Regions from separate parts of the Mus musculus genome. Here region 1 is linked to region 2. The links are chromatin contacts, called in public HiChIP or PLAC-seq maps. All regions are on one chromosome and are shown on one strand. The core of a region is the stretch at or near the end of the contact, and the rest is flanking DNA. Distances in the headings are between cores, read along the strand shown. Region 1 holds the start of Tecrl (trans-2,3-enoyl-CoA reductase-like). Region 2 holds the start of Adgrl3 (adhesion G protein-coupled receptor L3).

Region 1 (5,176 bases), core at 1,072-3,571, 2.3 Mb before region 2:
TTATGAACTGAACTAATGAAGTGCTGGAGAGACAGATAGGCAGTTTAGACAACTCCCTGCACTGGCAGAGGACCTTAGTTTAATTAGCATCTTAAGTGATTGACACTTGCCAAAATCTCCACACACAGAAGATCCAAACCATATTCTGACATCTTCTGACATCTGTGGGCACTTGTCGTGTTGTACATGCAAACAAGCAGGCACATATATATATGCATAAATATAAACACAGATTAATAAAAAGTGAACCCAAATGATTTTGTTTTTGAAGTAAGGAAATAATTGGTTTTTTTTTCTTGCTGTTGTTAAAGAAGACAAAAAATGATGAGACCAGAAAAATGATATTCCTTTTGAAAATTCATTTACATTTTATTATAACTATATTTCATTACAATGAAGATTCTGGTTCATCACTGATTATTTTATCAGTTTCCAGTATGGCTGCAAATTTTATTAATTTGCTGGTGTTATGAATGTAATGAGTCATTGTTAATTGAAGTATCAATGTTATAAATCAACTAAGAAAAACCAAAGGCACTTTATTTTAAATAATTACTTCATCCATATATGATAAAAATTAGCTGCAAAATGTTTTTATTTTCTCATATTTTAAACAAGTAATTATCACAGATTAATATATAAAATTTTCAAGATTTAAGCTATAACTTTCCCTATCATTTTCCCTTTCTTTAATCATTATTGATATTATAGATAATATATTGCTGAGTGGGTTATGTCATATTTTACATTTTTGAGATCATTTTACACAAACTTTGAGATGAGTGTATTGTGGTTTTTGTAATCTTTAAATTATAGTTTGTGGCCGGGCATGGTGGCGCACGCCTTTAATCCCAGCACTCAGGAGGCAGAGGCAGGCAGATTTCTGAGTTCAAGGCCATCCTAGTCTACAATGTGAGTTCCAGGACAGACAGGGCTACACAGAGAAACCCTGTCTCAAAAAAAAAAACAAAAAAAAAACAAAAACAAAAAACAAATTACAGTTTGTCTGTGTGTGTGTGTGTGTGTGTGTGTGTGTGTGTGTATGTGTGTGTGTGTGTTGGGTGTGTGTGTGTGTGTGTGTGTGTGTGTTGGGTGTGTGTGTGTGTGTGTGTGTGTGTTGGGTGTGTGGGTGTGTGTGTGTGTGTGTGTGTGTGTGTGTGTGTGTGTGTGTGTGTGTTGGGTGTTGAGATGCCTATGGTTGTCAGAGGACAATTTGCAAGCTTAGTTTACTCAGTTCACCTTGTGGAACCCGGAGCCCTAATCAGCTCATCAGACTTGCTTGTAAGGTCCTTTACTCACGGGGTCTTCTCTCTGGCTTGAGTTTATCGTGAATAGTTTTAAAATTTACTGTTTGTGAAGTTTCTTCTAATTTAATTTCCTTTCCAAACTGATAATTATCATTGATAATGTCTTGTTAGTCAAATTTCTGAGTTTTTTGTTCAAACAATAATTCAGGGTAAACACAGAATTTTCTCTATCTATCTCTCTATCTGTCTATCTATCTATCTATCTATCTGTCTGTCTGTCTGTCTGTCTGTCTGTCTCTCTATCTCTCTCTCTATCTCTCTCTATCTATCTATCTATCTATCTATCTATCTATCTATCTATCTATCTATGCACACACACATATGTGTGTGTATATATATATGGAGAGAGTGTGAGAGAAATAGACCTACATAGGTATATATAATTATATATACATATATATATACATATATATCTGTGTTTCTTTATATATCTTATAATTAGATATATATAGAGATAGATAGATAGATAGATAGATCCATATACCTTATACATATGAGTATATATGTGTTTATATATATATATATATATATATATATATTATATGCTATATAATGTTTACATTTTTAAAGAGTATTTTTCAAATGTATTCCAGTTTGCCTTTTATGTGGTTACATGGTTACAATATATGCTGCCTGCCAGGTTTTTTCTCTATGAACGTTCAATCTTTCTCATTCTGGGCTAAGTTTCTAATTCTGTCACTAAATGAAACTCATCCTATAGCTGACTTTATGTGTATCTTATGACTTTAACTATAGACTCAATTTAACTGTCTTATATAATATTTTGCAGCGTTATGATTCACCCTATATGGTGTCACCCTGCTGGAGTATATTATGTATGAATGAGAACCAGTGTGTAATAGGTTTGAAGATTACTGTATCCGGAACTGGGAGATAATAAAAGCACTCTGTTCTTTTCTGCTTTGGAATTTCAGATAAGAGTACTCATAAGTAACAGAGATAAAAAGAGAAAGCAAGAAATAATTCAAATGCAGAAGGCAATGTACTACTCTGCAGCAGTTCTCAATAGTGTTATATATAGAAATCAGATCGGTCATTGTTTCCCAGCCTGCTAAATAAAACTAGACCGCTGGAATGGCATGCCACTTGACCTCCAGGGCGTCCACAGCAGTGTTTAACAGGCACAAAGGGAGTACTCTTGCAAGTATCTCCTGTTTACATGCCAGATTCCCCTGCTAGTTCACACAATGTTCAAAAGGCACAAGTCCCTGGAACGCAAGAGGGAATTGTTATTCCAGGGACTGCCACAGTCCACAATGAAGAATAATGCGAGAAATTTCCACTCTTTGTCACAACTTGTACTCTCAGCAGGCCCGCTCAAAACTACTACAGCAGTCAAACATTCAAAAACGACTCACTTTGAGATCGAAATACTGGATGCTCATACAAGAAAACAAATATGTATTGTGGATAAGGTAAGCTTTATTTATCTTCTTAAATGTTTCATGTTAGGCTCAAAATTACTAACTTCAAAATTAAATGACAGGACTTTGCTAAATGCATTACTAATCATCAAACTTAGTTCTTGAGTGAAGAAGTTGCCTTATATACTTTTGCTTCATTTTCATATTTACCATAAATAATCATTTCAATTTCTGCTGTATTGCCTATAATCCCTAAGTAAAAACATTTATAATAAAACACAGATTGCATCAAAATTTTTTCTTTTCATGCTTTTATAGCAATAAAATGTACACCATTTTACAAGTGCTTGTAGAAAATAGAAAATAAAAGCAATAAAAGTTAAAAGTATTTAGTATGTGTCCAGATTGTAAACGTTTAATATATTTTAGTATATTGTTTTTGTTGTTTACTTTTCTAAAGCTTTTACCTTTTTAAAGAGCAGTCTTTAAAGTCTTAAAGAATACAGCTTTTTAAATGTCCCCTCTTTCTGCATCTGTAGGCACAGATGTTTCAAGAAGAATGCTGTAATCTGTATATCTTAGATCAGAAAAAAAATGAAGTATGAAAATGTGTTTATTGAAGATTTAAGGGCATGTATCATACACCAAAATGTTTTTCATCTATTTGAAAAGGCAGCAACTTCAATTCATTACAGCATTGATATTTTCAAAAAAGTTATGTATTTTGTTTTATAGAAACACTATTGAATGTTTTTTGTATAAACAAAATATCCAATCACTTATTCTATGTAAGCATACTGCAGGTGGATTGCTAGGTAATAGTACTGTTCACTGCTCTTCATAACTGTCAAAAACATTATATATGTTCAAATTTACTAACTGTAATGGCAGTAATTTACAACTTAAACATAATGATTTACTTTTAGGTTAAAAAACATTAAAATGCTATATTTTAGTGCAGGTCACAAGTAACACTAAGGACATTCTAATCATCAACTTGTATATAGTTGGAAATCTTATAAATCTATATTTCTGTAAGTGAGAAATATGTTTTATGTTAAAGAATATTTGATATATAGGTTCCATATAATCTGTTTCTGTTTAATACAAAAGTCTTTTCTTTGATTTTTTTTCCAACATTGCTTTCAGAAATAGAAAATGGTTATAAATTTTAAGTCTTCTCAGAAACAGCTGACATTTGCAACATTTTCCTATTAAATGTCTGAAAGGATAAAAAGTTCAGAAGAGGTAATTACGCAATTAACAAGTAGCAGAGAGTTGAAGAACTGTTACATTAAAATAAGAAATGTAAACACTTGTTAATTATTATTCTCATATCTGATATTGTCCTTGAAGAAATGAGAATACCTTTCAGTTTCATAGATATTAATTCAATTAAATAGGAAATATCAGAAAGCTACTGTCTTAGGAATTTTAACTGTAAAATCCTGGTGCTCACATCTGAGTTGTATTATTTTATAGAAATAACATTTTAGTAAGGGGTTTACTTTGAACTCCTCATGACCCTATTTCTTATTTTCTTTCATTCCTCTCTTCTTTTATACCCAATTGCTCCACTGTTCGTTCTTTCTTTCTTTCTTTCTTTCTTTCTTTCTTTCTTTCTTTCTTTCTTTCTTTCTTTCTTTCTTTCTTTCTTTCTTTCTTTCTTTCTTTCGTTCTCTCTCTCTCTCTCTCTCTCTCTCTCTCTCTCTCTCTCTCTCTCTCTCTCTCTCTCTCTCTCTCTCTCTTTCTTTCCTTTTCTTCCTTATGGTAAAGTCAGTCCAGAGTACAGTGCATATTGTGCCAGCCCCCTACTACAAGCTGCCACGCCCACACACATGCTATAAGACTTAGGCATATTAATTTAAATCTCTGATTTTGCATTGTTAGGAGGAGTTGCTCTGTGATTATTTTTGTTTGTTTGTTTGCTTGCTTGTTTGTTTTCTTTTATGCCATAAAATGATTCATTCCATCACGATGAAGATGCATGAAAGAAACAAGATATGGGTAAAGGTACATTTTTGGTTGTTCTTTAATGATTTCAATTAGTTTGAAGTTTTAATCATGACAGCTGATATTGTTTGCTAGTTTTATATTTTTTGTCTTTCTCTTGAAAAGTATAGAGTATAGAGTATAAAGTATAGAGATTCCATTTCTTTTATTACTCTTTTCAAACCCTACTCTTTTTACTCTCTGTGTTTCTCTTGTCTTATTCTATTTATGTCTAAGTCACCCAGGCCTTTATATTCCTCAGTTCTCAGAAGTGGAACCTGCAGAATCCAGAGCAGTGGTGGCAAAGACCTCCGAATCCCAATATGTCACAGTGGGGTTACGGCATGTTCTATTATTAATCAATTAGAAATGTTCTCAGGATACATGTGTTTATCTCCAAAACCATTTTATTTCTACAGTAGTTCTTCAGCTTAAAAAAAAATAACATATTGACTTTTGATCTCTGTTGATTCATCATTGTCCAATTCATTA
Region 2 (5,296 bases), core at 2,389-4,888:
AAAGCATTTTCCAAGCTGATAAATCACAGGCCGGCTTATCACTCCTCTGGCCAGGGATGCCTGATGCAGCCCAGCATCTCCATTTGAAGAAATCCAATAGTTCACGTAAACCTTGGTACTCATCGTGCCTCTTCCCTGAGTAAGGAAAAGAGCCCACTTGGCCGCACACTCCAGAGGGACAGATTACTGATTATTTAGTGAGAGACGAGTACAGAGTACAAAGGAATGGCATGCAAATGCTCTTGACATATTCACCTTTGCTTAAAGACAGCGCAACCAGTTGACAGAGGCAGGCCTAATGACATCAGGACCTGTGGAATGTATGACTGCTAGGAAACGGAACACATGCAGCTAGGAAACAGAACAGATCTGACGGGATCTTCTAGGATAAAGACTGTACATCACTGCCGTGAGAGCTGCCAAAAGTGGAGAGGAAGTAGTCTACAATCCTCAGACATGGTTCCACGTAAAGAAACTTTCACACAACACCCCCCCCCCCCCTGGCCGCAAGAAAGATCAGAAGGAAAAAAAAACATAGGAATCAAGATTCTATAATTCTAAGTGGTTTTAGAAGGGTCGTGGTCACGTATACTGTCTTCTATAAATATCTTTATCTCCTATAAATGTCTTAGAAAATATAATTTAATCAAAATTAGGCATGAGTGAATAATTCATTATACTGTACTTGTCCTTTGTGGTCAGAACCTTTAAAACTTACACTTAAATCAAAGTGTTTTCTTTCTTTTAAAGTAAACTAGAACCTAGCCATTTTGCACAGACATCAAAGTAGTCAGAAGTAATAGACGACTCAGTAGTGCAAAGTATTTTACTTATTGCATTTCAAAAAAAAAAGAGTTATCTTTCAAGCCTAAGTTTATTAAGAAGTGTTTATCTCTGCACATCTGTTACCCGTCCCTTCACTACTTAAAGGGAGAAAAACACAAAGCAAAACAGAAGAGAACTCGAAGCTAACAGGAAATTCAGCATAAACATCCTCCTGTTTCCTACACAAATGATCTGGTATCCTCTTTTGCGTGAGGCTGGAAAACAACGGGCAATTCTACATGTAATGTGCATACAGGTAAATTGGGCGCGAGAACTGCTGATCACTGAGTACATTATAGACTGAAAAATGAATTAGGGAGCTGCCTGACCTCTGTTATCTCATAGACAAATGCAGCTGACTGTCCAAATGCAAAAGCAAAAAAAAAAAAATTACTATAGTGGTTCCTTGCAGATTCTACGACACCATTCTCTAACTAGCGAAGACAGACCATATGACTCTAAAATTAGCAGACCTCCTATTTACTTCGGAGCAAAACACAGAAGGCATTTTTTCCCTTCCTGCCAGAATCTATGTGTCTCCTCATTTCCCCGGCAGCTGGCTGCAAGGATGTAAAATCAGAGGTGCAAGCAGCCTTACACTTCCTAATGAGTAAGCCACCCAGGAAAGTAAGCACAACAGCCACCAGCAGGTTCGGCTCTGAGGGAGACAGTGGCAAAGATGCTTACACTGTTGTTTACAATGTTCTCTAACTACTGCAGTCTGGGGCCATGGGAGCCTCAGGGAGGAGACACTCGGGAGGTGGCTCCCAAGCCTCCGGTTCTCCCAACTGCTCTCTCACTGGCTATCGATAAAAGCAACACACGTTTCTGTTCGGGCGAGGAATGTGGCCAGATCATTCCGGAGACCAAGGATTCTGTGGGGGCTATACTTGATTACCGCAAATCTGCGAGAGGCGACTGCTCTAGCAGGTCTAATCAAGGCCAATCTGGGATACGGTGGAGCGCTGCACCAGCAACTCCAAACATTGCACGCATCTCTAGGGGAGAGGGAACCTGCCGCCAGGCTTCCTCGCAACCCCACCGGGGGCCCTCTGGGCCTTCTCAAACCAGCTTTTCCAGCTAAGCAGATCCCAAGCGATTTCTATGAACAAGCTTGACCTAAGTAGCTTCAGCTCTCCTATCCCTGCACAGGTCTGCCCGCCACCCTAAGCGCACAGGATCCTAGACACACAGATACCACGCACGCCGACCACTGGTCAACTACCCTTCCAAACAGTGGGCTGCATTGCTGGATATCCCGCATGCCCAGCAGCCTCCTCTGGGCTAGAACCAGAGGCTGTCCAGTGCTGGTCCTCGCGCTCCACTTGAGCCCAGAGACTGCCCATCTCCCAAGAGAAGCACCCAGGTGCAAGCTCGCCTACCTGTAACCCGCCACCAGGGCCACCACTGCTCTGCCCACCGCACCCCGGCGCCGCGGACGCCCGACCCATTGAACATCCTCTCCACACTGGGTGCTCACTCCTGGCACAGCTCAACCCCGTGACACTCACGAAACTGACCAGCTTTCTCTAGCTAAATCGCTCAACAAAGCCTAGGCACTCAGGTCGAAATCAAACTGCCCGGCTGGAAGATACTCAAGAGAGATTTTTGGAGGCAACCCGATTCCACTTCTCAGGGGCGCGACCTGGGCAATCTCAGCCACCTTGGATGTTCCAAGGCAGGCGTCTAGGGAGGATCAACCAGGCTCACCACCACACATTCGCCATCACCCCGAACTGCGCTCCTCACCCGGTCCCTGTTCGTCCTCCAACCCGTTCCCACGTCCAGTGTTGCTCCAGACTAGCGGAGAAAAGGCGCCCCCTTGGCTGCTTTCTGCCCCTACTAAAGGACGGCATTGGGGTGACAGGGCAGGGAAAATGCGCGGGGTGGGATTCGTTCTTGTCACCCGGCGTGTGCGACTGACAGTGCGCTGGTTCTCTTCTCCTCTATATCTCCCTCTGGCACCTAATCGCCCAGTAGCTGATAAAACCTCGAACCCATGCCAAACCCCAGCGCCCACCAGCCAGGAGGCTCCCTTCCCGCCCCGCATCACGATCAGATGAGTGTGCGCATGAGGGCGAGTGTGCGAAGGCGAATGTGTGAGTGGAAGGGTGAGTGTACGTGAACCCCGCACCCCCTCGGTTGCCAGCCCATCGGATGCCGCCGCCTGCGCCCGACCAGGGCGACCACAATTATGAAGAGTGCAAAGAATAAATTACCTTTCGTAACCGCCGGTCCCTGAGATGGTCCCATCAGTTGCTCAACAACCTGCAACCCGGTGCAGTTTTCCACAATCCATCCATTGAGCCCCGGGGCACACACACACACAAAAAAAGAAGAAATAAAAAAAGAAGAAGAAAGAAAAAGAAAACAGAAAAAAGATGGACCTGTCCCACTGTAGACACCCCAGTCACACCAAGCAACGACTGATCAAACCGCAGAGACGACAGGAGGGTGGAGACCCCAGTCAAAGAAACAACAAAAAGTGTCTCTTTTCCTTTCTTCTTCTACACAGCCATGGAGAAAGGGGAAGCCGGGAAAGCCAATGCTAGTCTTCCTTTACGTTTCCTCGCTTCACACGCCCCAGGGGGGCAAAAGCGGAGCAAAGAGAAGGAGGGTTCAAATGTCTCTCTCAGGGCACAGTTGCACAACTTCGGAGTCAGGCTGTGTCTCTCGCTGCAGCCGGTGGACCCAAGCGGGAGCTATTAACATGCGGCAGTCATAACCAGAGCTGCTTTCCCTCCTCCTGCAGCCGCCGCCGCCGCCGCCGCCGCAAGAAAAGCAGCTGCTGAGGAGACCAAAAATCTTCCACCATCCCCCCCCCCGCAGCCGATCTTTATATCCAGTTCTCCCACCCCACCCCCCTTCTCTTTCTTTTTCTTCTTCTTCCTCGTCCTCCCCTTTCCGCCTCCGAGCGAGAGGGAGGGGATAGGTAGGGGCAGCGGCGAGGACCAGTAGTGGCTTCTCCGCCCAGTCCTCCTCGCCGTCCTCCTCCTGCTGCCCCCGAGGTGCTCCGGCAGCAGAGGGTCCGCTCTGCCGCCCGCAACCCGCTCCGAGAGCCCAGGCGCGAGCCGCGCAAACTCCTTGCCGGGTGCACGGCGTGGACGCGCGGGCAGAGCGGGCGCCGGGTCGCCGAGGGTTGCGTGCCTGCCGCGGGGGGCGAGCCCCGAGCTCCGGTGGTCGCCTATCAGCTCGCCGGCCAGGCCGGGTAGCTTCGGGCATGCGGGAGCTTCATCGCCCGGCCCGGGGTCTGAGCCGATGCCGTCACCGCCAACCTCCTCCTCGGCCGCCGGCTTCGGTCCTCTTTTTTTTTTTTTTTTAATTTTATTTAATTTTATTTTTTTCTCTTCTGGACTCCCCACCGGAGCCACTGAGGCTCGGGGCGCCCTCCAGACACGCACACGCTCTTCCCCTCGCGCGCACACACAGGGGCGAGCTCCTGCCCCAGCACACCGTGCAGCCCGCGCGCGCACACCCGGAGGGAGAAGACTGAGGCCAACGAAATAAATAAATAAATAAAAGAGAGAGCGAGAAGAAAGAAAGGGGAGGGGGGGGGGCGAGTCACAGGCGGTGGCGGCGGCAGCAGCAGCAGTAGCAGCTGCGGGAGCGGAGGCAGCGCGCAGTCCGCGAGATGCCAGCAGCGGCGGCGGCGGCAGCGGTGGCGGCGTCGCCCTCCTGGCCCGGCCGTGCCATCTGCATCCCCGCTCCTGGGAACTGGAGCGAGCGCTGCGGGCCGAGCGGGCGGAGGGGGCGGTCGCGCCCGCAGACAGGCAGCGTGAGCGCAGCGGCCAACGCAGCCGAGGCCCGAGTGAGCCTCTGGCGGGGTGACGGGGCGAGAGAGCTCCCAGGACCAGGGAGGGGGGCTCCAAGGCCGGGAAAGGGGCGGCCGGCAAAACCCGGATCTGGAGTCCGCGAGGGCTCCGCGGGCGCGGGCTCCACCTAGCCGCTCCGCAGAATCTTGGAGGTGGGAACCGTGGGGCGGCTAAGGGAGGCTTCCCTTGCAGGGTTTGTCAGACAAAGGGTATCTCTCTCCTGGATAGGAGCATCTCTCTCTCTCTCTCTCTCTCTCTCTCTCTCTCTCTCTCTCTCTCTCTCTCTCTCTCTCTCTCTCTCTTCTCTGCTCTCCATTTCCACTCATCTCTAGCCCCCCCCCCTCTCTCCACTCAATCTCTTCACTCTCCCTTCCTCCCTCCCGTTCTCCTCCTCCCCCACTCTTCTGCTCTAGGTGAATGAGGTACCAGGCTGGGAGTTCTGCCAGTGTCTTTTTTTTTTTTTTCAGGTGCAGATTACTCCACGTGTTCTTTATGCGGGTGCTGACTTCTAAAGCATTGCCTGCTTTGAGTCCATTTTATGTTTCTTGAAACTTACCTCAATGTACAAGTTCATTGCAAAATTGAAAGCACACCTTTCTACGAAAAGATAGGACCTAGAGACTCAATGATTTTGATTTCACTACAATAAAAATTACCAT

Evidence for each region. HiChIP or PLAC-seq counts read pairs in DNA pulled down with a chosen protein or histone mark.
Region 1: a contact with region 2 is called in an H3K4me3 HiChIP or PLAC-seq map of stem cell-derived neural progenitor cells, with 7 times the contacts expected there. The contact joins the promoter of Tecrl here to the promoter of Adgrl3 in region 2. A contact is called at or near these places in 4 of 39 promoter capture datasets (the C10 cell line, hippocampal neurons, liver and 1 more) and 1 of 115 datasets of contacts at active chromatin or transcription factors (stem cell-derived neural progenitor cells).

The regions. Positions count from the first base shown.
Region 1 is chr5:83,352,340-83,357,515 of GRCm38.p6, reverse strand. Tecrl (trans-2,3-enoyl-CoA reductase-like) reads left to right here and starts at 2,321. Exons shown (of 12, transcript NM_153801.3): 1 at 2,321-2,743. The coding sequence starts at 2,516.
Region 2 is chr5:81,019,094-81,024,389 of GRCm38.p6, reverse strand. Adgrl3 (adhesion G protein-coupled receptor L3) reads right to left here and starts at 3,638. Exons shown (of 27, transcript NM_001359828.1): 1 at 3,045-3,638.